Regions from separate parts of the Mus musculus genome. Here all the other regions are linked to region 2. Evidence: chromatin contacts called from public Hi-C and promoter capture Hi-C data. All regions are on one chromosome and are shown on one strand. Each heading gives the region's core, a stretch centred on a gene start, on an enhancer-like site or on the middle of the called end of the contact. The rest is flanking DNA. Distances are from core to core; before and after follow the strand shown. Region 1 holds the start of Dnajb14 (DnaJ heat shock protein family (Hsp40) member B14). Region 2 holds the start of Stpg2 (sperm tail PG rich repeat containing 2). Region 3 holds the start of 4930579F01Rik (RIKEN cDNA 4930579F01 gene). Region 4 holds the start of 4930590L14Rik (a long non-coding RNA gene).

Region 1 (7,249 bases), core at 4,516-7,015, 1.3 Mb after region 2:
TGAGTTAATTAATACAGAACACATCGCATGTACCTATAAAAGTCTTCTTTAAGGCGGGAAAGATGGCTCAACAGTTAAGAGCACTGGTTGCTCCTCCAGAGAATCTGAGTTGGATTCCCAGGACCCAACAGGATGCCATCTTCTGCCCTACCCACGCTTACACGTGTAGTCCCACTCAGACACATCCAGAAATCTAAATAATGGTTTATTTAAAAGAAAACTGAGGCTCAAACACAAATGGTGGGCCTGGAACCTAGCTAAGCTGGTAGAGTGTGTGCCGAGCTGGCATAGAGTCAAGGCTGCCCCCTAGCACTCTGTACACCATGTGTGGTGATGCGTGGTGATGTGTGGTGATGCTCACATACAGCTCCCCAGCAGTGGAGGAGGAGAGGCAGGAGCATCAGAAGATAATCATCACCCTCAGCTACCTATAGTGTTGGAGGCCAGATGTGATCTAAAAGAGAGGCGGGAAGAGAGGCGGAGGGAGGGAGAGAGAGTGTGAACAAAGAAAGAGAAAAAGTGGGGGGGAGAAAAAGGAAAAAAAATCAAACTATTGAAATGATACTGTCATCATTCTGCCCACCAGATGGTTAGTTCTCCTCTAGACTGTCAATGCCATGGCAAAAGATTTTGTCCTATTACCACTTAATCCCTAAAACACTGTCAGTGGGCTTGGGAGATGGCTCAGCTCACAACTGTCTATAACTTCAGCTCAAGGGGCTCCAGTATCCTCTTCCCATCTCTGAGGACCCTGGGCACACATGGTGCACAGACATGCAAGCAGGAAAAACATCCAAACAGGCAAAATACAATAAAAATTAAACACCATGCTGCCTGGTGCAGAGGATAGCACGTGTCTGATAAACATCTGTTGAATAACTATGCCCTCACTGTTTGGGTGAGAAGCCTGCAACTCCCAAGTGGAAATGGGTATCTAATGGACACAGTGCTGAGTCCAAACCCAAACTCTTTCTTCAGTGCTAACACCTCAAGTATCTCACTAATAACAGAAATTCCAAAGTCATTTTCCAACCCTTAACTGGATAGTACAAAAAAATGATTGTTGTAAATGTTCTTATCACTGAATTTTAAGTAAGCCAACTAGGGAAAGAATGGAATGATCTTTAAGGAAATAGGTTGTATAATGATTCAGATGCACATACTTTAAAATCTCTTTTCAGTTCAGGTGAGACAAAGGGAGGGACAATTTTCTATTTTGTATTAAATACAAAGTAATAGAACCAAAAAAAAAAAAAAAGACAGAAAAATGTATATCATCTGTAGCACAGATGAAAATAAAGGGGCTACTTTAACTCTTGTGAAGCAGGGGTCATTTATAAATGATCCACGCAGTAAAATGCATCCGAGTAGCTGCTGAATGGCCATGGTTGATCATCTTTGATTCCAATTGCCTCTGTGTTCTTAAGAAGAATAAAATACACTCTTCTCTAAACAAACAAACAAGGACAACAACAAAAGCAAACTTGTCAAACATGGTGGTGCCCTCATGCCTTTAATCTCAGCATCTTAGAGACTGGGTGGCCAGAACAGGTGCTCTTTGGGGAGTTAGCAGGCAGCCTGGTCTACATAGTGAGTTCTGGGCCAGCTAGGGCTACAGAGTGAAGCCTGTCTCCTGGGAAAGAGAGAAAGAGAGAAAGAGAGAGAGAGAGAGAGAGAGAGAGAGAGAGAGAGAGGAAGAGAGAGAGAGAGGAAGAGAGAGAGAAAGAAAGAGAGAAAGAGGGAGGGAGGCAGTCAGTCAATCAGAAAGAGGAAGGATAGAAAACAAAAAAAAAAATCTACACTTTACACAATCCCTATAGATTTACTATGAAAATCTAAAAATTAGCCAGGCAGTGGTGACACACTCCTTTAATCCCAGCACTTGGGAGGCAGAGGCAGGCGGATTTCTGAGTTCCAGGCCAGCATGGTCTACAGCGTGAGTTCCAGGACAGCCAGGGCTATACAGAGAAACCCTGTCTCGGGAAAAAAAAAAAAAGAAGAGAAAAGAAAAGAAAGAAAAAAGAAAAATCTAAAAATTAAAACTATGTGCTCAAAGCCTCACGGCAGTGAAACTGTACACCTCTCCCAAGTGCTAAACCACATCAATTAAACAAACCTACAAATGTAACCCAGAGGATGAGCATCTGCAATCCTTGCTAGTCGAAAGTGAAGAGTCTCAGCTAGACGGTGGACAGCACTTCCCTCTCAATATCAAATGTCTTCTCAAGAGAAGAGCTTGCCAGTTTATTGAAAGGTTTTATCAAATTTCCTTCTCACTTGATATGAAATTTTAAGATGACAGAAAGGCTGGAATTTGATCTTGTGGTCTCCCACTCATCACATCCATGGAAATGAACGATGGAAATGAAGAGTATAGGCAGACCCTAAAACCTATCCAGTCAGCTTCCTGAGCTATTAGTTTGGTACACATCTAGAATAGGTAAAATTCAGGAATAAAACTTCAAGTCACTCGAAAGTACCAATTTCCTCCTATACAAGATCTTTATTAGGGTCTTTTCATAAATATTCCAGATTTTCCCCTCTTGAGTTCTTAAATTATTCTCATAAACATCTCCTGTGATACTCTGTAAAATATGGTTTTCGCACAAGAGTCACATTGCTTAATTTTGGGTCACATCCACTCTTTGCTGTTATCTTGTATTTTGCTTGTAATTAAAGCTTAGAATGGCTTATAGAGATGGCAAAGTCTGTATTTGAACTGTTTTAGACTACTTCACAATGGTACCCTACCACTTTATTGGATGATTATCCCCTTAGAATCTCGTTGCCCCTGACTGTCTGTCTTCCATGCCTTCGCCTTCCCTACACCCATGACTTTCAGAGCCATAATTACCCTGCACTTTGACAGTGTCCTTTAGCAGACTCACTGGAGCTGCTTGCACAGTAGAAGCGTGACCGCTGGAAATCTGGGCACGATTTAAGGATTCTTAGATGACCGGAGTTGTAAAATAGGAAAGATTCATTAGATGCTTTATATCAACTCGTTTAGTCCTCCGCATACCCAGGATCAGTACACTGTACCTGCCTCACAAACGACAAGGACTAGAGACCGCGTGGAAAGCAGTTGGTGAAGAGCCAGGCCTTCTAAGCCAAGGTGCCTCGCCCAGGGTACTTACTACTTTAATATTAAAAGTGTCCTTCCAAGAGCAGAAGACAACTGATTTAAATATATCTACACAGTAAAAGGGATCTACGGGTAATTCCTGCTAATGATTTCTTGAATATGGCACCAAAAAGCCCAGACAACATAGCAAAACTTGACAAATGAAACCGACTACATAAAACTCAGGCCTCCAATGACAGTCCCCAGGGTAGAGAGATGACCTAAAAGAACAAATAAGCTCTGTAAAATATAAATGACAAAGACATAATGTCCAGAATATATAAGAGCCCTTATAACTCGATATCCATAACAACAGTCTGATTTTGTTGGATGGTTGATTGGGTTTTTGGTTGGTTGGTTGGTTGGTTGGTTTTTTTGAGACAGGGTTTCTCTGTGTAGCCCTGGCTGTCCTGGAACTAGCTTAGATTGATTTTTAAATGAGCAAACAACTTAGAGGACTTTTCTCCCAAGAAAATACAAGTCGCCAAATGAAAAACTGTTCAACATCATTAATCATCAGAGAAATGATATCAAAACGCCAGCGACCTGTCCCCATAGTCACTAGTGACTATCACTGCAAATAAAAAACGGAGCTGCCACGCTCTGCCAGACATTGGGAAGCTGGAACCACGCGGATCGTACGAAAATGGTGCAGCCGGGCTGGAAAAACAATGTGCTGGTTCCTCAAAAATCAAAATTAGAATTACCATATGACCCAAGAATCCCACTTCTGGGTATATATGCAGAACTGAAATCAGGCTTGTAGACACTCATGCTCATAGGCACATTACTCAACACAAAAGAGGTGGAAGCAACCCAAACATCATTGACAGGGACTAAGTAAGAATTTGTGACAGCTAGTGTCAAAGCTTAGACCTGTGCTCAATCTCTACACTATGTGGGGAGAGACCTATTCCTCTGCACGCACGCATGCACGCAACGCGCTAAATAAATACCCTCCAAAAAGAAAAGGTGATGTTAAATGTGTATGTGCACAGCCACACCTAGGCACATGGGTATATAAATAATAGAATACTGTTCAGCAATTTTAAAAAAGGAAATCTGTCGCGGGTTGCAATATGGATGAAATCTGAAGTTAGTAAGTAAATAGATAATGCAGACATGCAAAGTCAAATTCTGTACGATTTCACATAGATCAGGTACCAAATTAGACTAGTCTATGAGAATGGACAGTAGCAAGGGAGCTACCAGGAAACAGGAGAGTACAGGGGGTTACTTAACTGGTGTAAGATAAAAAACAAAAAAATACCGATCCTGTGGTACGCATGAAAATACTTAACACTACTAAACTGTACACCTAAAAATGATAATTTTTATTTCACACTTTTTACAATTAACTTTTCTTTCACTATCTTTTCCTGCCCTGTCCCAATGCTAACAAAAAGGTAAAGTGAAAATCAGCAGAGATAAAAGGCTTCAACGATGTAAAAAGAATTAAGAAAACAATAAATTAAAACAGGGGGCTGCTTATCAAGTTTCCTCTTAATCCTCTTAACCTGGAAATTCTTTCAACAACAGTTAAATGTCATCCTATGGGCATGGGAAAAAAAAAAAAAGACAAAACCAAAAAACGGTAGTAAAGGCCTTGTAGAGATTAAAACTCAGTGCCTATTATGACTTTGCCCATTCCTATACGACCTTGGGCAAGGTATTTTCATTCATTTCATTCATTCATTCATTCATTTGGCAAAAGTTTCTGCACATGGTCAAATAACACGGTACTTTTCTGAGGAATAAGAGGGGCATATAAAATACTAGGCACAACTCGTGGCGCTTTGTGAGTGTTGTGTTGACTGTAGAGTTAGACAATGAATAAGGTGAATTAAAGTAGGGTAAGTCCATAGCCTACTCTTTAGCGATGTACCGAACTTGCGGGTACTTACGGTGCCATATCAAACCAGACACTATTTAGGAATCATCAATAACTTCACCATCCCTTTCGAAAGTGGAGCTGTCTTGTAAGGGCTCTCTCCTCCCTGGGAAAAGCAGTGTCATCTAAGGTATTCGAAGATACTTGCTTAAGGAACGGACAAATTACAGAACCCGGGGATGGTGAAGCCCGAGAAGCCGCTGGAGTCCCCGCTCCTGTCACTTCACAGGGGCCTAGGCTGATCTGGGGAGGGGACCCGTCACCCAGCACCCCACAGCGCCCCGCCTGTGTCCCTGAGTGCTGGAGCGGCCGCGGCCGGCGGGGCGCAGGGCGCGGGGGCCGGGGTCACGGCGGGGGCCGGGGCTCACCGCGCGCGGCCGGCAGCGGGTACAGCTTCTCGGCCTTCTGGAGGAAGCGCTGGGCCTTGTCGCGGTTGCCGGCGCTCAGGGCCTCGCGAGCGATCTGCACGCATTTCTCCGCCTCGTCGCGGTTGCCCTCCATGGCTCGCGCCTGCCTCGGTGTCCGCGGCCGCGCAGCTGCGAGGGGGGCCCGCCGCGGAGGAGGCGAGGCGGCCGGGCGGGGCACGGCGCGGCACGGCGCGGGGAGGAGCGGGCACCGCGGCGGCGGCCCGGCGACGGGCGGCCTCGCAGCTCCGCCTCCTCACGGCCGCCTCCCCGCCCCCCGCGGCCGCAGCGGCGCCAGCCGCGTCCCTCCCGGGCCTGGCGGACCGTAAAGCCGACGCGGTAACCCGGGAGGAGGGCGGGGAGGCCGTGGGTTGGCGGAGCGCGGACGCCCCGGCCCCTAGGCTCCGGTGTGGCCCGGAGCCCGCCTTCCGCGCCACCGGGGTGGGGACAGGGACCCTCACGACCAGATCCACAAGGATCAGAGGCCAGGCCTCCTGGCCCTTAGGTCTTGGGAAGCCCTGGGCCTCCGTTAGGGAGTGATTGCCGCATGGATTCGTCCTACAGGCGCTTCCTGCTTTGGATCGGAAGCCCTGGAACCCCCAACCCCCGCAGTTCCCCAGCCCTTCTCAGCGGCACATCTGACCCACCTGCCACCTGGCAGGTACAATGCAGCTCTTTGGGTTAAAGCAGCTGTAAGGCAGGAAGTTCTTTCATCCACATAGGCTGCTTAAGCACCTCCTATTCTGTTTGATTTGCTCCAGGAATTAGGATACATGTCTTAAGGCTCAGGGAGGGGAAAGGGGTCAATGTATAATAATGGAACATGCTTGGCATGAATCAAGATGTGACTAGCATTTCACACCTGTGTCTGGTCACTAAAAGCAAATTATATCCGAAGTTCATTCGGTGGAGGTACTTTCGTTGTACCCTGAGGGTCTCTGTACTTGTGTCCCACCTTAGGATACAGGCCCTTTCACATTAGTTAACTGTCAATTGGGGGGGGGGGGGACGCCAAAAGCAGTTACCTCCAGCTTCTTCCCAAGTTTTAAGACCCTAAGAGGTCATATGATACAAAGAAACAACAAAAGTACCACGGGGTTATGACTACAGATGCACTGTTTAATTAGTAAGCAGAGAATGTACTTGTTGCTGAGTGAGATCTAAGGTAAGTCCCGATTATTAAGCAAGTTTAAAGCTAGTTTGGGATATGACCTTTATTGAGCTTATCCACCAGAGTGGAAACAATGTCTGTACAAAACCAAATGCTTGTTACTATAACTTCTGCATCACAATTAAAATCCAAACAGTTTTTTAAAAACAGTCAACTCAATCAAAACCCACTACTTCAGAATCAATAGCTTCTTTGAAGCCACAGTAACACTTAAATATGGTTAAGACTCGAATGCAGAAATTTGGTTGGTTGGAAGGCTAATTAAGCCTCCAACTTGCTCAAATAGAATTACAAAAAGGCAAAATTGTGTTTTTCACAGAGATACAGTCCACTGGAATCACCAACACTGGACAGCTGTTAGGAATATTTAGAGTCCTGAGATAATAAGGAATCCAGGCATCCTTAAACAGTCTTCTGTTGTCCTTTCTTCCCGATCAGCGATTTGTGGATGTGTGGGATGACACCTAGGAGAGGGACACAGATTAAGTCTACCTTCTGGATAAACATTTAAAAAAACAATACATGAACTCAAAGCAGGTAAAATTCATATACAAAGTGAAAACTTGAGGGATGAACAATGATCTTAGCAAAAACTAAGTGGAAAGCCAAACCCCATGAAAGCACCCTGTACTGAAATCTCTTCTAGAAACAATGGGAGT
Region 2 (7,373 bases), core at 2,044-4,543:
GAAGATGCTGTTTTCCAGTTTAGTTGACTGATACATATTCCACATAGACAGCTAATGTTGGGTGCTGTTCACTTTGAAAGTACATTTAAAAAGTAATGAAATACTCCCGACACAATACCAGGATAGGCATGTATTTTTAAAAGAACTTGTTTTCTCATGTGATAAGATGGTAGACTAGGCTACCTCTCCTTAGGGAAATATTGCTTTAGGAAGATATGCTTCCTTCTCAGATTAGTTAAAAAAAAAAAAAAGCAAGACATAGCTCTTTTTTGCCTGTGGAATTTGAATATCCATTCTCTTTCCCACTCATAAAAACACAGTAGCTCAGTCCTGATCCATTAAGGATACAAATCTTAAGTTTATTCCTGATCAAATGACCTAAAACCAAGGCTATCAATTAGTATATTAAGTAGGAAAACATGGAGCTAGTATACTGGAGGGTTGGCTAAGTAAGATAAAGAGGAAAAAGGAGACCACTAGGTTGAGAATATCCTAACACTACAAGATCTGTCCCTCTTGTGAGGCTTGCTGTAAGAATTAAGTTACACAAGGTCCCTCCATCTTTCCTTTCCACATCAGACTCTTAACATACACCTAATCTTTCATTGAAATAGATGGACAGCTCTGCACAGTTCAGTAAATTACCTATTATAAACATGCATGAAATAGCATGGTAGCTGCTTTTAAATTATCTCATCGAGAAATGTAGCAGAAAAATGCTCAGAAACACCTGTTCTATCAATTATAAACATGTTGCCCTGAACAGCATAGCATGCACGCGCGCGCGCACACACACACACACACACACACACACACACACACACACACACAATCTCCTCAGAGTTCCCAAGCACAGAATTTTTAAACATACTTCAAAAGTGAACAAAGTATAATCCTTTAAGTTAGTATACAGGGCTGACTATATCCTACATACTACCCTTTAGTAACAAAAGCCATAGTGTTTTGGAGAAGGTGTTATGTGTGTGTGTGTGTCTGTCTTTCTGTGTGTGTGTGTGTGTGTGTGTGTGTGTGTGTACATGTGGAAGACAGATGACAACTTGTAAGAGTCATCTTACAAGATGTTAAGAGTTATTATGCTCAAGTCATCAAATTTGGCAGTAAGTGACTTTACCCATTAAGCCATCTCACCCACCCCATAGAAACTTTTAATGTGGTCCACTAGTTTATACGTTACTACAAGGTATTTTTCACTAAGAATATTGTTTTACTGGGTTGAAAACTAAGAATGGAGTAAACATCATGATCCCTGCTCTCAAGTAGTTTACATTTTGGTGGAGCTTTTGTGTGTGTGTGTGTGTGTGTGTTAGAATCAAACTGCTACCAAAAAAGTTACCATAAGCCAGAAGGATGGAAAAGTAAGACTAGTCAGAGATTTTTATTTCAATTGAATATCAAGAATAAGTAGAAGCAAGCCAGGAGGAGTAGGAGCATAGAACACACTGGGCACATGGTGCAAAAGAACAGAAGTGACAAAAAATGATCTTAAGAATATTATCAAGTTAGAATGGCTGAACTGTAGGTCATGTGTAGGAGCATGTACAGGTGTTTGGAAAGATCAGACTAAATGGAACACAAGACCGGGGGTGATAACAAAAAAGAATTCTACTACCATTGATGAGTTTAGATTTTTTAACCCTGCCGTTAACAAAAATAAATATATTTTTTGTTTTTCAAATAATGTATGTTTTTTAAACATACTACTAAACACAAAATGAAAGATAAAATTATGACACTGAGACAGAAACAACATGCTACTGATTTAATTGAGAAAAAATAAATTGGATTGTATTAAATTGGGTAGCTATGAACAAAGGGGAAGAATTTCTGAGAGATTGTGAACATTTAACCAATGGTCTTAAAGGCCAAGAGAAATGGCCAGGCAAAAAAAGTAAGCTAGAGTTCTAAAGCTTAGACCAGCCATGCAAGGATGTCTGTAAAGTGACTGACAACGACGCAGACTTTAAGCCTGTGGGAAACTTAGAGACATAAACCACCTCTATCTCTATAAAGAATTTCACTTGGGAGTGGCTGGATATAAATGGTGATTGAAGTAACAGATATGAATAAGAGAGTACAATGAGCAAAGCAACAAGAACAAGATGTAAAGCTAAGTATCTTATAAATTTAGCTGTGCATGATTAGTGGGAAAAAAAGAAAAATAAAACATGATTCCTTGCTTCAGTACCGAATCATGTGTCAGGTACTGAACAGCAGGAAAAAAAATGAGACAGAAAGCAACAAAGAAAGTGGTCAGCTGTACCAAAATAAAGGTCAAAAAAAAAAGTTATGGGTGTGCAAAAGCATCATAGGTGTGCCCATTACAGATGGTCACTGGTAAACACAAGATGCTGGGGAATACATGCTTATACCATCTCAACAGTACTTGGCATAGGTACCAAAAATGCTGAGGACAGATGCTGAAAAGATGTAAAATTTGAGATCTGAAACGCAAACAGAATTTTACCATGTCCAGAGAAACTTAAACTAACCATAATGGAGCAGGGATGTAAACAGAGTACTCACTCCTGGAACTTTAAGGGGGCAGGAGGTATTTTATATCTACTGAAAAATGCAGGTTTACAAAAGAAACCACTAGAATTTGGGTGGTATTAAACTCAAACAAAAACAAAAACCAGAACTTTAAAAGCAGAGACCGAATTAGAAATATTTATTAAAAGTTGGACCTAATTCACAAACTGGGGGGGGGGGGGGGGGTGAGAAATGAAGAAAAGCAATTAACTACTTCAATTATTAGTCCCTAGGCCACCCCTGAAGGCTATAACTTTTCACAGAATGTAGAAAGAGGGTCTCAGTATAAAGCCAGGGATGGTCAGATAACTTCACTCCGGGGAGTGGGGGAGATTGGGGACGGGATCCAATTTGTAAGTGATAATACAGAATAGAAATGTAAACAATTACATCGTGGTAAATAAATCTGATTAAAGTGTGTGCAAAAGCAAGTATTGTGTTTCATACAGTCACAAACTTGTTATGTCATACAGTCAAGAGCCAAGGAATCAAAATCCTGGTTCTAGTATCGTCTCTACCTGCGACGTGTTACATTTCTGAACAGTGGTCCTTTTTGACTTTGTGTTTAACCTGAGGGCAGGCTGAAGGCGGGCCGTCTGTCACCGCAAGCTGGCCATCAGCATCTTACCTGTGGCCTGCTGCTTAGGAAAAGGTACCTGGTAGGTCCCAGGCCCCACGTGCTCCTCGGTGCTGCCGCGGTTGGCACAGTCGAGCCAGCGCGGAGCACGGTCATACATAGTGATGAGGGGCGGGGCCCACGGGACCGGAAACTAGACAGGCGGCCTGCGTCGTCCCTACACGCGGGACTAGAGTGCGAGCTGCGTGCTGACTGGCTCAGCGGCGTCAGCTTTCCCTCGGGTCCTCGGCACAGAGGTAAAGTGGCGAGGACAGCAGCCAGAGGACCCGCCCGCCAGCCCGCCAGCGTTCAATTCAGCGCTCACGGGTCACGCCAGAGACCGGGCTTAGCCGCCTGAACTTCCGGCTCTGGCTCCGCCCACTCCCCGCCTCCCGGAAACCTTGGAAGGGCAGAGGCCGGAAGGACTCGGGCCTGTAGGTGCACTTCCGGCACCGGCCTCGGAGCATTTCCGGTCGAGCGCTCAGAGCTCGGAGATGTCTTGTAGAGTCTGACGAAGCTCCCTGCGCTAGGCAGGGCGGTGCTGCACCTCAGCTCCACCTCAGCTCCGCCTCAACTCACCTGCTTCCTGTCCCAGAATACCTTCGCTGCGCAGAAAAGCCCTAGAAACGCACTAGAAGGAGGCGAATTAATTTGATTTTGATTTGCCTTCCCTGTAAATCAGGGTGACTGGAAAGACCCGGGGGGCGGGGCAGCGAGGCGGGGACAGGTGGAATAGAAAAGCTCGGGACCCCAAAACAGGGTTTGGGATCAGCAAAGTCCCCCTTCACTCCTGTCAAAAAGGCATCCTCTGAATAAAGTCACTACTGAATCTGACCTGCAGGCCATCAAGATTTCTAAAGGAAAGCTGGGAACGCAGAGGGTTGGGGGCGGGGGTGGGGGGGTGACAAGAAATGGCAACATCTGAAAAGGGGAAAGCTTGCCTACTGAAGCAAGTCAAGGGCAAGGGCTAAAAACTGCTTCTGGTGTTGGACACGGATAAATGGCAACATTGTCTACAAAGTAAGGTGAAGGCATCGAAAAAGCCCAAGCCACCCTCATCGATCCACTGAATCTTCAGCAACAGGCGCTGGAGAGTATCAGAATCCATCTATGTGTTTGGTTGGTTTTTTTCATTAAGAAATCCACACAGCTTCTAAACATCCTTAAAGGCTTAGGCCAGTGGTTCTCAACCTTCTGAATGCTGCAACCCTTTAATACGGTTTCTCAACTTGTAGTGGCCCCATACCATAAAATCATTTTCATTGCTACTTTATAACTTTGGTACTGTTAGGAAGCACAATGTAAGTATTTTTGGAGGTAGAAGTTTGCCAGTGGGGTTGTGACCCACAGGTAAAGAACCACTGGCTTAGGCAATCCTTCCATGGCCCTGCCTTACCCACAAAAGAGCTAGAGTGCCTCAGTCCCCAATACAAACTTAAATATATTTAAATTTTGTGATTCTTAGTTTGCTACTTAGTTCTGAATTAATTGTGGCATCTCTGTTAGAATACTCAAAAAGTATGTGTGTGTGGTTCCTAAGAATCTTTTGATGTCTTCTACTAAACAGCTGGATCATTACTTACTTGAAAAGAACTTATTGGCAAATGTATATAGTTCTCTTACTCTTCTAAGTTAACCTGGATACAAATAAAACTAAAGCCCCTGTCCCTGGGTAGGTCATGAATAGCCCAAGAAGGGGCAAGCAAGGTATACAGAATGGCAAGAGAATATCACAAGCACTTGGGAAACTTATTTGTAATGAAGTGTTTAACTTTCTTGTTAACCTTAATGCTTCCTACATTCTTATAAAACTCATAAGTAGCTGGGAAGTGGTGACACATGCCTTTAATCCTAGCACCCAGAAGGCAGAGGCAACAGATCTCTGTGAGTACCAGGCCATCCCAGTCTACCAAGTGAGTTCCAGGACAGCAAGGACTACACAGAGAATCCCTGTCTCAAAAAAGGAAACATAAGAGTTCTTGGTGGGGGTTTTTTGTTTGTTTGTTTTGTTTTTTGTTTGTTTGTTTTGCCTCATATATCTGGCAAGATCCCATTCAGAAGAACTAGAATGGATGTGCAATGACATACTAGAAAGAGTCACAGATAAAAGGATGGAAAATTGTGTCATTAAAAGTCATGTTTCCTTTAACAACCTATTGGACATTCCTTATATATCATTTGCTCTTGGTAATAAAAGCCAATATATCAATTCAGACAGCATGTTCATGCCAGAGTATAGCATTGATAGCCTGGTTGTGCTATAGCAGTAGGGTAGCTTGCCATTTGTCCAGAAATTGAAGAAAATACCTAGGTAGTGAGATAAAGGATTTATTCGAAATCTACCAACAGGGATGCTGGCAGGGGTGAGAGTGACCATGCTAACATTGAGTGTACAGAGGGATGGAGCACAGAGCGATGCTGTGCAGCTGAGTGTCCCCTTTCCACCAGCAGTAGTGTCCAGCTGCAGCAAGAGCATCTCACAGTGCTTTTCATTGCACCTGATGAACACAGGGAAAGGGACTTTGGAAATCAGACCACATAAGCAGTGATTTCATTGGCTTCCTAGACTGTTTTGTCCTTGCATGACCAGCATGCAAAGGAACTGCTGAATGGTCCTATAGATGGCAGGTTTCCTCTAAAGATAACCTAGTTGGCCATTGTTCCCATGATATATGAGAATGAGTTACTCTAGAAAGCCCTTACCTAAATGTTCTCATCTCAACCTGTTTTCTTTGTCACATTGCTCAGAGTCTTAGGAAAAGAAAGGGTCATTTCAGGAACATGGTAGTTAAGTGTCCTTCTGAGAGATGATTCACAAGTCCCATGGAGGAGATGACAATGGAACATAGTCATATCCTTCTCTGGCTGATTGCTGTCTTTAATGCACAAATTACCCCTTCCTTGAGTAGATTTGGGGTTAGATTAGCAATAGAAGTGGTAGGGTGTTACCTGCCTTCTATCTGGCTTAAGTTTTTGACCATTGAGAGGGTGGGAGAGCAACCACCTCAAGCTCATTCACAAACCTGTAATAGGGAACCTGTGCCTGAAATACCAGCTTGGTACACAGTGTTCTTTGCCTAGCCTGTCTCCTGGGAGAGCATTCTTTCCTCAAGGACTTCATAGGGATGAGTGGATGATCAATGGCAGAACTTCCAGACCCTTAATAATTTTATAATGCTTGATCTCCAACAATTCTGCATTCTTAAGTCTTTATTTTTAGCATGGAAATATGTCTTCACTGTATATTTCCAGCAAAAAGTTTCTTCTTGTGGTTCAATAACCAGAGTATATAGCACTTACGGATTAGAAATTACTTTTAAATAAGAAAAGTAAATATTTTTAAAAGTCTCTCATTGTGTCTCTTGAACAGTCCTCATTGAGTGTGCTACTTAAAAATGTTAATTATAATTATCCATAAGCACAATATAGATAATTTGGTCCAGCCATTCACAGTGCCTAAATCAAAAATGTTTAATGCTATTTAGCAGCACTCTAGTTGAACATTTCCATGGTGTTAGCAAGAGCTGTTTGGACTAAAATTTATCTGACCTTAGAATTTATGCTTCTTCCATTTCTACCTAATACCTCCTTTCAGAATAAACTTTTTAATGGAGCCTTATGCAGATGTGGTGTCTTGCATTTTTAATCCCAGGCTTCAGGAAACAGAAGTGGACCTTTGTGAGTTCCAGGACAAGCAGGACTACAGAGTGAAACCCCTTCTCAATGAAATAAAAATGGGAGGTGGTTCAGCAGCCAAAAGCACTGGCTGCTCTTAAAAATTGCAGGACCTACATGGAGGCTCACAGCCACCTTAACTCCAGTTCTAGGGGACCAATGCCCTCTTCTAAGCCTCTGAGAGCAACAAGCATGTAAGTAGTATACAGGCAAAAACATTCAGGCAAAACGCTTACAGCCATAAAATTAAAAATACGTTTTAAATGTATATAGAACAAAAGCAGAATTTTGTTAATAACAAATTCCATGAAATCAATGTGATTCTTTATCAAATATGCAGTGTAACTATGTGGTGAGGAAATACACAGATTAATTTGTCTACGTAGAATTTAGATTAATTTAAAATGATTAATTTAAAAATATGATATATTAAGTGCCAAATGAAAGTGGAGAATTCTGACTTACCCAGTGACTGAATACTGTTTAATGTAATATGCCAAGATGATTTAGAAAATAATTTCATTTTTTGTTG
Region 3 (6,583 bases), core at 2,165-4,664, 1.0 Mb after region 2:
CCTGGAGGACCTGTCATGCTTTCTGAGTTTCAATTAGGAACACGAGAACGGAATTAACCGTGTTATGTACATATGCACGCTTGCATGCAAAGCGCACACACGCACGTAGCCTGCAGAGCTCTCAGACAATACATTTCTGTAGGTTTAAGTTAATAACTCAAAAAGATTTGTTAAAGAGCTACAGGAAACAAATGCACACCTAATTTTTACTTTCCATAGCTATGTCTGAACTATTGAGGTATCTAGTGTAACATTTCTAGCTATGATCGAGTACTTGCCTAGCATGTGCAAGATCTTCTCTGCAAGCCGCAGAATTTCAAAGATGCTTGCGCTTGGTGTGGCTGCAGCGTGGACACAGAACACTTTCCCAGCTTGTGCGAGGACCTGTGTTTGATCCCAGGGCCACAAACAAAACAGAACACAACACAGCAGGACACAACAAGACAGACAGGGCTCGCCAGGCAGTGGTGGCGCATGCCTGTAATCCCAGCACTTGGGAGGCAGAGGAGGCAGATTTCTGAGTTCGAGGCCAGCCTGGTCGACAGAGTGAGTTCCAGGACAGCCAGTACTGCACAGAGAAACCCTGTCTCGAAAAACCAACCAAACAAACAAAAAGACAGACAGGGCTCATAGCAAATGATTAGAACATGACCTAAACCTAGTGGGAGAGATAGAGAGCTTTAGTTTCTATGTGCCCAAAATAACATGCATGTACTTTTAGCCAAGTGTTGGGACACATACATGTAATCATAGCATGCAGGAAGTTCCTCAAAAGTTTGAGGCCCATTTGATCTATAGAGCAAATTTCATGCCATGCCAGGCAAGGCTAGATAATGAGATCCTGTCTCAAAGAAAAAAATCCAGATGGTCACACACACACACACACAAATGTAATGAAAAAAAATGAAGCTAGTGGGTATGTTAATTGTCTTGGGACCATTGATGGATTCATATGGTGTAACAATGCAGTCCTGTGTGTGCTGTAAAAACATCAAATTATGGCAACTAAAATATTAATTAAAATTGGGTAGTCCAATTTTTAATAGTACCAGAACTTGCACACAAAGTAGTTTTGTGGCAAAACCTATGAGAAAAATATGTCTGCATACAGACGATGTGTTGTGTTTGACCTGTTCTCAGCGTCCCTGCTCAGCTCTCTACACCCCTCTCTTACTGCTTTCTCTTTCCCTTCCCAGGGAATCATTTTCTTGAATTTTGAGGTTTTTTTTTTTTTAAGTAGATTCACTAGACATATGTGTTTGCAAATAATTTTACAAATAGTCTTATTGTGTTTCTGTTTAAATTCTCAAACTCTTCAACTTATCTTTTACATACTTTTTCAAATGCATTCATGTTAGACATGTGTTATTGATGTAGTTTTATTGAACCTATAGCTACATATCGCTTAATAGATTTGCCTCCTAAGGAAGAGATTGCATCTGTGAATTGTCTTACATGAATAGCTTTGTGCTTGGGTATAAATGTTGGACCTGAGGAGGAGTCTCTGGGCTTTCAAATCTATCTGAATGTCAAGCTGGATTTATGAGTTTGTACCAATTTATAATTCTAATAATATTTGATGTGAATTCTCATGGTCTACATATACTCCAGAACGCTGGTGTTATGAGATAGTTTCAGCTTGCTTATTTCTTGTCACCAATGAAGACCTATTAATTATGCATGTCCATAGTTTTGCTTTTGTAACTCTCATCTGTTTTCCGGTTGAAGCAGGGAACTAGACCTTAGTAGCCCCCCCCAGACCTTAGCACAACTGACTCCATGATAAAAATTCCACTCAGGTTGTAAAACTCAGCACCACTTGCCAAAACTAAAACAAAGACCTAATCCATCAAAGGCCATAATTCCAGGAAAGTCACAAAACGTACTGACCTTGCCTTTTGGCTTCTGTAGTTCTGCTTCAGGCTAAGAGTCCTTGCTAAAGTGCTGAAGTATGTTCACCCGGGACATGGTTTTGTGTGTGTGTGTGTGTGTGGTGTGTGTGTGTGTGTGTGTGTGTGTGTGTGTGTGTGTGTGTGTGTGTGTGTGTGTGCTTAAAGGCTTACCCTAAGAAGGGCTTGGAGTTACACTGGGATCCCAGACACTTGGTGTGGGTTGTAGGCTGACTAATAAGACTTTCTATTGGCTTAAACCCACATCTGAGCAGTCTTCTCTTGTGGATGCCCCACAACACGATTGTTTATGCTACACATATAAACATTCTTTGCTTTTTGTTTTGTTTTGTTTTTGTTTTGCTTGTTTTTCTAGAAAAGCTTTCTCTCTATAGCCCTGGCTGTCCTGGAACTCACTCTGTAGATCAGGCTGGCCTCAGACTCAGAAATTCCCCTGCCTCTGTCTCCCAAGTGCTGGGATTAAAGGCATGTGCCACCACTGCCCGGCACATGTAAACATTCTTAATGTATGTTATGCCCCAGTCAGCTTCATGTTGCTATAATAAAATGTAAGAGACCAGCTGACATACAAAGAAAACAAGGTATGTTCAGCTCATGGGTTGGGAGGTTGACGGATGGAACAGAATGCTGCCAATTCTATGAAGACCTTGTGGTAAGGATGGTGGAGCTGTTGGGGGTGTATGTGAAAGGGGTGGAGAGGGAGTGAGCACATTACAAGACAGTAAACGGTAAAGAGTTAAAATGCTGTTTCTAGGAGCTCAGGAACACAAGCGCTGCATTTCTTGCTGTTACTCGCTAATCACTCCTGAGAAGTTTGTTAGACATCCGAGGAACTTTGCCCATTATTTGTTGTCACTTTGATTTTTCAGATAGGGTCCTACTCTGTAGCCCGGGCAATCTTTCTGTTTAATTCTCCCAAAGGCTGGAACTATAGGACTGGGTCACCACACCCAGCTTCTCCTCATTTTTTTTCCTCCCTCTCACTCTCCTTAATTTATTTTTAATCATGCATACAAAGTAATGGATTTCATTGTGACGTTCTTTAATACATACCTTGTTTTGTTCCTTTATTTTCCACCATCCCTTCCCTCACCATGCCCCTCCCCTCTCCTTCTGCCCCGCCCGCTTGCTCTCCGAGCCCTCCCCTTTCCTGTTATGGGTACTCTGTTATTCTCTTTTCCTCAACCTCCCTCCCCCGCCTTGAGACCGCCTCTTCCCACCCCTGAGACTCAAATGGTGTCCTTTCACAATGACTGGGAGGCCTTCCCAGCAACCCCACTGCCACCGCTGTTTCTGTCACATAGCACGCACTGGGCTGACTTTCTCCCTTTCCTCTTTTCCTGAGATCCGCAGCACATCCACCATACCCCGTCTGAAACCAGCAAGAGATGCACTGTGCCATGCTAGTGAAGCTGTGTAACAAGCGGCCTGGAGCAATGGCTGTTACAGAGTTCTGGAACTTAGATTTCCCACAATGCTGATCCGTTGCTAACCTATCTCCTCACAACCAGGGAGGCAGGCACCTGGACCCATTGGAGTGTGAGTGGGAGAAACTGAAGAGACACCGCTTTGCTCTTTTGGAGGCATCAGACAGTCAGCTGTTTCCATCGATAAAATCTCCTTAAGTCCGAGATTTAAGGAAATAACAAAATTCAGCCGAGACCCAATATGAGGCTGGAAGGCCATCGGCAGACCTGAGCTTCTATCAGTTAAATTATCTGCTTTTAAAGCCGTTCTCAGGTATAATTTTCTATTCATCGTTAGAAACAATTGCTAACATCTCGGGTATGCTTACTTATGAGTCTCAAATATGCTTTTTAAGGCATACAAGAACCAAGTAGGCCATTTTGAGAAAAAAGGATGCTGTCTTTTAAAGTTAGTCACTTATATTGAGGAGACCGTCCGTACTAACAGCACTGCACTATTCATAGAGACATTTATCTTGTGGGGAAAAATTGCTAGCCCATTTAACAGCAATTGTTGAGTTTATACCAGGTGTGTGCACAGCAGGAAAGAAGATGAAACACCGGGGTAAATCAAGGCACGCCTGATGATGACACCCTATTGAAAGGAGCCATGAAGAAGTGACATGTTTAAAAACAAAACGCAGGGAGGAGCAGGTGCTATGAAGAGTGCTTTGAAGAAGAAAAGGGGTTAGAAGGTGGTGAGGCTGGGGTGACAATGGGGATTGCTACAAGGGGGTGTTAGGACTCCTTTTGGAGAAAGTGCATACCCAGAACAATACATCCTGTATGAGAAGAAGTCCCAGGAACAACTGTGGTGTGTTCTGGGCTGGAAGAGTGGGAGAGCAGTGTTCATGATTCCAGCAACAGCTGTACAAGATGGCCACCGCACGTGACTTACAGTGCCTCCTTATCCTGTCTGTTCCCTTTGTAAACCCGTGTGCTATGTGTGTACTATTTTGAACTTAAGGGTATTAATATTTTATGCAAATGGGCAGGGCATTTTTTCTGAATAACATTAACTGGGTTTTTTCACCAATCCTTCTCTTTGGAGGATTGTATTTCCCTTATTTTAAATAAAATTCGATAATTTACTGATACATGGGTAGAATCAAGAGACCACAAGAAAGGAAATTTTGCTTTCGGAAGTATCTTTGAAACTTCTGTCAATTAATTTATATTAAATATATATACATACATACACACACACACACACACACACACACACACACACAAAGTTTTACTTGAATGTATGGGTATGCATCACGTGCACAAAGAGCTGTGGAAGCCAGAAGGCTTTAGATACGCTGAAGTTGGCCTTGTAGGCAGTTTTGAGCTGCCCAGTGTAGGTCCTGGGAAACGAGTCTGGGTCCTTGGCAAGAGCAGCGAGTTCTCTTAAGTGCTGAGTCATCTCCTCAGCTGTAGATTTTGGAATGACGAATGTGATGTGCAACTAAATTCCGCACACAGTCTTCACATTTCCCTCTCAACATGATAGCCGTGGGAGCATCTCTGGGTACAAACAGAACTCATGGATCTTCTCTCTCAGGAAATCTCCTGGGTCTGCTGGCCTAGTGAAGAAGTCTTAGGCAGGTTTTATAAATAGTATAAATATATAAATAAATATATAAATAGTATAAATATATAAATAAATAGTATAAATAGTAAGAGCCGAGATGTTTACTAAGAATAACTAAAGTCCTTGTGTGTTTACAAATGATCTTATTTTTAATAAAAGTTAATACAGAACAAGGTTAAGTTCTAGACCACTCTCTATTGCTTATGCTAACTTGATTGGACTGGCTGGAATTATAGCCCATGCAAGGCACAATCCCTGACACCACAGTTGAGCTGGTAGCTTTTAGTATTTTGCTTCCCCATGATTTGAGATGTGTACTTATGTAATACAGACATGTCTTCTGTGTGACCATCTGACATAGGGAAAATAATCTGGGGATTGTTTTCTGTAGCATGCAGTAAGTACCTTTGAAATACTACAAATGAATATGTGGCTTCTCCCCCATCCCCCACCTCCCATCCCATCTCTCTGTCTCCTGGTCTTTTTGTCTCTCTCCTCCCTCCCTCCCACACACACCCTCTACCCCCACCCCAGGCATTATGCATCATAAGATTTTATATGTTACTTGCTAACTAATTCATGGCTTATGCATAGAAGTGATCATAACTTTGTTTATGGAATTCATCTATGGTACATGTCAGTCAGTTTAGCACTAACAAATATCTCTAATATTGAGTTCAGCAAAAAGACTCACTGTCCTTACTGGAAATGAATGCCATTACTCATTTTCCAGTAAAGATATTTATCCAATAATTAAGTAACTTATTTCTTGGCCTCTACTACCATTAATCTCTTATTAATCCACTCAGGACTGGAGCAATGGCTCAGCAGCTGAGCACACTGGCTGTTCTTCTAGAGGACCCAGGTTCTGTTCCCAGCCATCACATGGTGCCTTACAACTGTCTGTAGCTCCAGTCCCAGGAATCTGGTGCCCTCTTCTGGCCTCCAAGGCACTGCATGTACATGGGGCACACACACATGCAAGGAAAGCATAAAATAATCAATAAAAAACTAAGAGTGTTCTTTTTATGTTAAACTTGTTTTGTAAATGTATGTAGACATGAGGATTATCATACTTTCATTTCTTATGAGTTTATCGTTCTTAGGAAATTATCATTCAGACTTATCTGCTATACAGTAAAACTTTGAAAGGAAAATATGATTCTAAACCAATTCACAGATTCTAGAAAGACGTTTAATAAACACGGGAGGCAACGAGGATTCACAGCATGAGCGTGAGGTGGGGGAGAAAAGTGGGGGCCACTAGGACAAAGGTTTGCTTTGTTTCTTTTCTGGTTTAAGTTACATTTATTTTTATTTTCACTAAAGTACAACTTTAGTTTATTATTAATCAACTGCATTTCCAAAAGTATAAATTTCTCTTGGACTTTCAGAGAACACTCTCCTTATCCATTTAAGTAGATATAACAAAATACCAGAGGCAGAGGTTGTTATCAACAACAGAAAGTTACTTTCTCATGCTTCTGGAGGCTGTGGTGTCTAACATGAAAGCACCAGCAGATTCTCAGGCTGCTGAGAGCCAACTTCCTGACTACTGGGCAGTGTCTTCTCCTTGGCATGTGTGTGGTCTGATCTCTGGGCAGCGTCTTCTCAGCACATGTGTGGTGAGG
Region 4 (7,627 bases), core at 597-3,096, 1.7 Mb before region 2:
TTGGTTTCTTTCATATGTTTACATATTATTAAATTTGGATGCCTGTTTCCTGACAATCTCTCCACTGTCAGATTGCTTTATAAACTCAAATTAACAAATATTCAGGGTGCAGAAAAAGGAATTTAATTTTCCTCTAGATGGGCAAACCAACGGTAATAATTGTATCAATTAATAAGTTGGAGAAAAGTAAAGGGAAATTCAAATTATGAAAATTATTAACTACAAGAGTGCTTGTTGACTATCAGGTTGTGCCCTTTAACTTCAGTGCATTGTGCTCTCTGAATTGCAGTGCTTCCTCCTGATCTACACTTGGGATGAAGCCCATGCATGCTGTCAATTATAGCAAAAGAAAGAATAGCATGCATGGATATCGTTCAAGATACTTACTTTGGTTTAGGTTTTGTTTGTGCAAGAATTGAAGTAGAACAGAAGTAAATTGAAGCCAAAGATTTATTCAAGACATTACTTGGTTTTCTGAGGGGAGAATGAGGAAATTTCTGCAGACACAGTATGTTGTAGAAATACACTTGGAGTCTTATGCCAAGAGGAATTGTTATGGGAAGAAAGCCGAAAATGTTGGCCTGGGTTCTACAGTGAAGATTCATTTGCTTTATTTATGTACAGAACTTGATGAGCATTTATTTCCAAGAGCAAGCATTCTCACAGTCATGTATTTTTTTTTTCAATAGCATAAATGAAAAACTTGGCCATGTTCAAGTGACAACTGACAGTTTGCAGGATTGAATATTTGCATATGTAAGAATTATTTTCAACTTTCTTTGCAAAACATTAGAACCCCCTTGCAGTTTTACTGGAAAAACAAAAGCTTTACAGGTACATGAAAATACTGTACTTTCTAATACCATCCTGTGACTTTAATGATCAAAACTTTACAATATTTACATCAGTGATAGTGGAATAAAAACCACAATAGTACTTCGTTCCTGTAAGAATCATGAAGAAATAAGAGCACTGGGAAAAGAAAAAATCAAAAGCCCTGGAAGAACATTAGCAATGGAGGATGTATATTTGGATATCACTGCAGAGACAGATGGCCACTGTGCAAGGCATCTCTGAAGGCTTTGGAATGCTTTGCCTACCCTGTGCACCAGGCTACATCACCTGGAGTCCTGTGACTTTAGAGAAGAATGTGCTTCATATAATCTTCAGCAGGAGGCAGAGGAGTAATTATCAGGATAGAGGAGATCATATAAAATAGAGAGGGGATGAGGCTGTAAGAACAAGAGAAAGAAGTGTTTGAGTATTGAAAAGGACAACAGAGAAAGTATTATGAAAAGAGACTTCGGCTACTAGTTGGCCATGGAATTTTGCGTATATTATCACATCATTGTCTTATCTATGTTTCCCAAAATGAGGCACTCACTAGCTGCCTCCCAGTGGTTTGCAATAAAGGAGACAGTTGGTATTATGCTGCCTATCTAACAGGTGCCCAAACTATAACAGCTTTATCATAGACATATTCCAAAGTACAATATTCTTTCTACACTTCAAAACAAGAAATTTAGAATTAAAAAAAAACTTGTCTCATTAGTTAATACTTATAATTATTTATAATCCATGCTTTTAAAAATTTTTTGTGGCTTTGACAGTTAAAAAATGTTCATGATTTTGAATTCTTAGTTTTGGCAAAATTTAAGCACAGTCCTTGGACAAAATTTCTTAAGTATAGAATGTCTCTTTTACAAACATGTAGTTATTGGCATAAAATAGGTTTACCCCTTCAGGTTGTGGCTGTATCTCTACATACCATGATCTGTACATAGCTGTCACCATTTTCTACTTATGCAATCCTGAAATAATGATGAGGGGAATATTCTCCTCCTCAGGCAGTCCACATTTAGATATCATAATTGGAGAGTTCTGTTGCTATGGTGAGTATCACTCTGGTAGCACTTTTATTTTATAAGATCACATAGCCTCTCATCAGTATCATGAAAATTTGTCAGAACCAGCCAGCACATTGGTGATCAAGCATTGAAAAAAACACCCATTATAAATGTCTGTCTGCTGCCCTGTCAGTCTCTGAATTCAGCACAGTTTCTCCAAAAGGAAAGAGCAGGTTTCAATACTGGTGCTCCTCCTGTAAAAAGCCTTGGGTATTTGGTTTTCTTGACTTCCTTCTGTGCTTTGGATGTTTTTTTGAGCAAATCTTGAAGAGCTCAAAGAGGAACACTTTTGAAGCCAGCTTAGTTTTAATAGTTTTGTTTCTTCAAGTGGCTAAGCCATTCCAATCTGCTCTTATAAGTTCCTTGGCAAGGCTTTAGTTTACTGTGTGACTCTTGGACACCAATGATGCCTACAAACAGGGCTTTGCTGCTGGTGTGGGTTGTTTCACCTGGCAGTCTTGTCCATGAAACGAAGAAGAGATGCTACAGTGTGTGAGTTGCCTGCTCAGCCTGTACTTATCTGGACATAGTTTTAGAAAAGACAGTTACTCATATCCAGACTGTGTGAGATGAAGTGGGCTGTGTTTACGAGTGCATAGGAAATCAGGAAGTGCAATCTTAATTACCTTCAGATTCCTATCCAGTTTCATCTTAGGCTGGAAGAAATGCTCTGCTATGCTTGTCTGTTTATTAGGATATTCATGCTGAGGCATACACACACACACACACACACACACACACACACACACACATATATATATATATATATATATATATGGCATATTTGTGTATGTGTACATATGTATGTATATATTGAAGATCAAAAAAGAACTCTCCTGGCAATTGCCAAGCAGAATATCTGAGGATCTTGAAAGGTTATACAATAAAAGCTGGGAAGGTGTTCTAATTGGTGCCATGATGACTCATGAAATCCTTTTCTTTCTTGTTGCAGCTAATGCTGGTTTTATGTAAGAACCTCAACTGGAACTAACTAGTACATCTTTAGGGTAATGTTAGTGCCTAGGCAATAGTAATTTTCAATTAGAATTGCACAGTGTAGCAATGAATTGGAAGTCGGATATAAGGATGTTATAGTACGCACTTTGGGGTTTTGCAAATCAGCCCACATCCCACATATTTATCAAAATCAACAAGTTTCTGGTTTGTTGTCAGCTTCCTGCCACGAAGCTTATCTGTTCTTCGTTCTTCTCTGTGGAGAAGAGACAAAATTCTCTCCCAGCCTGAGGTTTGGCTCTCCTCAGGCTGTAGTTAGGTCTGCATGGCTAAAGATAAGAGAAGAAAGCACTTCAAACAGCTAGGAATTAATCAGCCGGTCTGGCTCCAAGCTCAGTGTTATAACTGAGCAATTCCATCTCAGAAGCTGCACTTACATTAGCTGAAATTAAACAAGACAGCCTCATTTAATTCTTGTGTGTAAAAGACTCTTGAAGCACAATTGAAACCAGTTTCTTTGTGATGTCATGGAGCAAAGGGGCTAATTGAGCTCAGTGGCAAAGGAAGGGCCTCTGGGTTCCTATCAAGGAGCAATGAGGCTGGCCTTTGAAGCCAGCCGCTAGCTCTTACTTATAACTTCAGAATTTTGCAGTTTTTATCTTCCATTATCATTTAACCAGAATGTTCTACCCTTCCTTTTATACTAGGTGATTGGCAACAGAGGAGGCTCTTCTGGGCACTGTGTGTGTGTGTGTGTGTGTGTGTGTGTGTGTGTGTGTGTGTATGTGTATGTGTTTGTGTGAGTGATAGCTTAGTTTTCCTCTGAACCCATTGTAACTGTGCCCTGGAAAGATATTTCTTCAAGGAAGCAAAAGGACTTATTACTATGTGGTGAAAATAATGAAAGAAAACTGACCTTTGTTAATTGATAGATTTTACTGAAGGCACAGATATTAGATAAACACACACTCACAAAACAAATATTCACTAGATGTTTGAAATCAGATATTTAATTTTTGTATACAAAACTGTGTGCATTTATTTTCTTCATGTATTTCTATTGACATTGGTTATTTTAATAACTTTTATATATATTAAATTTCAAGGGGATACTTTTGTAAACTAGAATTATTAGCTGTGTCCCAAAGTTCATAAACTATGCCCTGACTCAGTTTTAATCATAAAGTTTATCTATTTTCTAATTAACTGTTTAGCTATTCAGAGCAATCAGTCTATATCAATGATTAGGCTTGAGTAAAACTGGGCATGTGCTTAAACCTGAGACTATAAGCTGATCCTCAGCTGTTGATCATCTTGTTTTTCATCAGAGAACTGGTCATTACCAGAGTCAAAGGTGTGGAAAGCCTTCCATTTGAGGCTGTTAGTACAGCAAATAAAACATTTATCTGTGTTATTGACACATGCCTAATGCAGTTATTAATTAGAGTGCCCCTTTATTAAGCTTCAATCATATAGAGAAACAATTTAGATGCATTTGACTTACTCTGGTGTTAAGATATGGTCCTTCATAAAGATTATATTTGTTCAATACTTTTGAAATATATTTTGTGGTTGTCTCGATCAATAGCAATACTTTAATTGTGAATTATTTTTATTAGTTTTATGAAAATTAAGAAGGTTTTGATCAAAAGGAACCTGAAAATCCATAACTCTTTGCAAAGTGTTCAACAGTTTTTCAAAAATTCTGATATATATGAATATAGGTTTCTAAATATGTGATCTATTTATATATGTTTTTAATATGAGATCTGTGAATCTCTAACATACTTTTCACATTAATTAAGATGACATCGATAGAGGATACTCCTCAAACAATGGTACACACACAAAATGTATAATATAGATATACAAGCATATATTCTGCCAAGATGTGAAATGACCTGAATGCTACTGTTTTTATGCCAAAAATATTAAAATAGTACTTACATTTTTGAACAAGAGAAATAATAATTATGGCCAGTATACTAAAATATTTTGAAAGTCAAAAATTAACAAAGCATGTTATCACAGATTGCATTAGGAAAAATATATAAATTTATATATGTTGAAAGTTAAAGCAAATTATACTTAATATAAACTATGATCTTATATGTATACATATCAAAAAAAATAAGAATGTGTTTTATAGAGATAAAATATATTAAGCTAAGTAGAGATGTAAAATAATAATAGAAAATTATTCCACAGTAGTATTGCCAGCTTCTTGAATAAAATAAAATTTATGTTCGTATTATTTTATGGTTGCCATTTAAAAATAAGAATGGGATACTGATATCTCTTTTATCCCAAGATTATACACCTTTAAAGTAGAAAATCCAGAACTTATCAGCAATCAATTTAGTCCATGAGGTTCTCATTACTTACAGCTCTCTCTCTCTGAAAACCAGAACTGGAAATGATTCCAAACAATCAAGCAAACAAACAGAGAAGAAATGAATCAGATTCCTCATTTCTCTAGAGAAGTACATAGAAGGTCAGAATGACACAGACAGCATCCCTTTTGGAGTGTGAATATACAAACATACAGATATACGTCTATATTCTAGTTTTTTTTTTTTCTTTTCTGTTTTTTTTTCTTTCTGAAACATGGTCTCTCCCCACATTCTCTTTTGGAACAATCTATATAGACAAGGCTGGCCTCAGGCACAGAGAAATTCACCTGTCTCTGCCTCCCAAATGTTGAGATCAAAGGCATGTGTCACCATGGCTAACTCAATACTTTCATTTCTTTAATTGTTGATTTATATGTATATTTACCTGAAAATACACATATAATTTTCTCAAGTGCATGTAGTCCATTTAATGTTATTTGAATGAGTATTATTTTAGGGTTGATCACTTGGCATTGAATAAACAAATTGGAGGCTCTTTCTTGGGCAAGACTATTTTATTTTTTATGTTCTTAATATGTCTTGGTTGCCTATATTTTGACTAGGGGTGAGACCCTATGAGACTTCCCACTCCCTGGTCAGAATATCTATTGTTGCCATCCCTCTCAGGTTTTGATTACAGAGTGATGTTGACGACATTTCATGGGGGTGGCTTCTATGACCTTTCTGGGAAAAATCTCCCAGGAGATTTCTCTTGCTCTGGCTCTTATAACCTTTCTGTCCCCTCTTCCACAATGATCTCTGAGGCTTTCATGAGTTGTACTGTTGAAGTGTCAGTATACTGCAGCATACTCTTTGTATAAAATTTGTTTTCCTATATGTTCTTGAGAATTATATACTCTATTAGAGTTGTCATGAAACATCTTCAATTATATCATACTGAATAGATTACAAATTAGTTACCAGTTTTCCTAATGGTAGAAACATAAATCATTTTTCTTATTTGGCTATCATGAGTACAATTACTGTAAAATTAAGAAGAAGAAGAATTTTATATATTTTTTTTTCTAGACTACAAATTAGTTACCAGTTTTTCTGATGGTAGAAAAGTGAATCATTTTTCTTATTTGGCTATCATGAGTACAATTACTGTAAAATTAAAAAGAATTATATATATATATATATATATATATATATATATATATATATATATATATATATATATATTCGCCCCCCATAGGTAGTAATGTAGAGTCAAAAATGTCTGTCATAAGCTAGTATGTGTTTGATTTTGTAGTCCTACCAAAAAGGTAAAAATACCTAGTTGCTCTACACTTTTTCTTTCTTATATTGGCACCAATCTTTTTAAATTTTAGCCATTCTGGTAAGTGTGTATGATATCTCATTAGAGGTCTAATTTGAGTTTCCTAAAGTTAATTATGTTAAGTGCTTTCTGATGTGTATATTGGTCATCATGTGGCTCTCTTATTATGAGATGTCCATTAAAAATTTGGTCAATTTTTAAAATTGCATATTTTTTCATTTTGAGCAGAAGTAATTCCTTATCTATCTGGGTTCTAAAGCATGGTTTTCATCTTTGTTTCTGTCTGAAGCTTTCTTATTCATTGTATTAATTATTTCTAACATCTTTTGACAAACAGATTTATGAAACTGCTTTACAAAATATGTGTATGTGTGTATGCACATGCATGTGTGTGTATGTGCATATGTGTGTGTGTGTGTGTGTGAGAGAGAGAGAGAGAGAGAGGGAGAGAGAGAGAGAGAGAGAGAGAGAGAGAGAGAGAGAGAGAGAGAGAGAGAGAGAGAATGTGCATGTGTGTATGCCTGCAGAAGCCAGAGATGTCAGATCAGTTGTATCTGAAGCTATAGACAATTAGCTGCTTAATGTGGTGCAGGGAATTGAACTCTATTTTTTGTTTGTTTGTTTGTTTGTTTGTTTTTTGAAATAATATTATACATTTTCAACTACTGCATGCACATTTTGAATTTGGGTGTAGAAATATTTACCTGTCCATTGTGGTTCTGCTTTCTGTATGTGCTCCATGAAAGTAACTTCCAAGTCATTAAGGGTCGTCTCCCCTTTTTCTTCTCAACAGCATATGTGCTACCTTTCCTGCTCAGCTCTGGTCAGCCAGTGGTGATGGACCCTTTTTATGTCATGTGAAACCGGTGAGGGGCAGCCTTTGGGCCGGTGAAGTTAAAAAGAATCAAGCGGGTAAATAGAAGTCAGGCTTGTGATCAGAAAGATAAATAGGTAGGCATTGAATTTAAGGAATTTCTCCCATAATTCTGGGTTTTGAGAAATACAGAGATCTACAGTTAGCAATTTGGAGACGCAGGGTAGGCTTCAGTGGTGCCATGGTTTCTGTTGGCAGCCCAGCACTGTGAAGAACT

What was found. Promoter capture Hi-C pulls out the DNA fragments that hold promoters and counts their contacts. Hi-C and Micro-C count contacts between places; a contact is called where the count stands out from the background.
Region 1: a contact with region 2 is called in a Hi-C map of rod photoreceptor, with 5 times the contacts expected there. The contact joins the promoter of Dnajb14 here to the promoter of Stpg2 in region 2. A contact is called at or near these places in 2 of 39 promoter capture datasets (hippocampal neurons and pre-B cells), 3 of 484 Hi-C or Micro-C datasets (CD4 T cells, pre-B cells and rod photoreceptor) and 2 of 115 datasets of contacts at active chromatin or transcription factors (microglia and thymic regulatory T cells).
Region 3: a promoter capture Hi-C map of hippocampal neurons shows a contact between it and region 2, with 5 times the contacts expected there. The contact joins the promoter of 4930579F01Rik here to the promoter of Stpg2 in region 2. A contact is called at or near these places in 6 of 39 promoter capture datasets (cranial neural crest, frontonasal cranial neural crest, hippocampal neurons and 3 more), 9 of 484 Hi-C or Micro-C datasets (cardiomyocytes, cerebellum, cerebral cortex and 5 more) and 1 of 115 datasets of contacts at active chromatin or transcription factors (embryonic basal ganglia).
Region 4: a contact with region 2 is called in a promoter capture Hi-C map of hippocampal neurons, with 4 times the contacts expected there. The contact joins the promoter of 4930590L14Rik here to the promoter of Stpg2 in region 2.

What each region holds. Positions count from the first base shown.
Region 1 is chr3:137,866,191-137,873,439 of GRCm38.p6, reverse strand. It overlaps Dnajb14 (DnaJ heat shock protein family (Hsp40) member B14), which reads right to left and starts at 5,765. Exons shown (of 8, transcript NM_001033155.1): 1 at 5,384-5,765. The coding sequence starts at 5,516. H2az1 (H2A.Z variant histone 1) reads right to left here. Exons shown (of 5, transcript NM_016750.3): 5 at 6,518-7,054. The coding sequence ends at 6,993.
Region 2 is chr3:139,201,813-139,209,185 of GRCm38.p6, reverse strand. Stpg2 (sperm tail PG rich repeat containing 2) reads right to left here and starts at 3,293. Exons shown (of 14, transcript NM_198659.2): 1 at 3,179-3,293. The coding sequence starts at 3,287.
Region 3 is chr3:138,190,662-138,197,244 of GRCm38.p6, reverse strand. It overlaps 4930579F01Rik (RIKEN cDNA 4930579F01 gene), which reads left to right and starts at 3,414. Exons shown (of 9, transcript NM_001374685.1): 1 at 3,414-3,650.
Region 4 is chr3:140,946,054-140,953,680 of GRCm38.p6, reverse strand. It overlaps 4930590L14Rik (a long non-coding RNA gene), which reads right to left and starts at 1,846. Exons shown (of 2, transcript XR_376129.1): 1 at 1,769-1,846; 2 at 1,005-1,232. It overlaps Gm32875 (predicted gene, 32875), which reads left to right. Exons shown (of 3, transcript NR_168360.1): 2 at 7,330-7,448.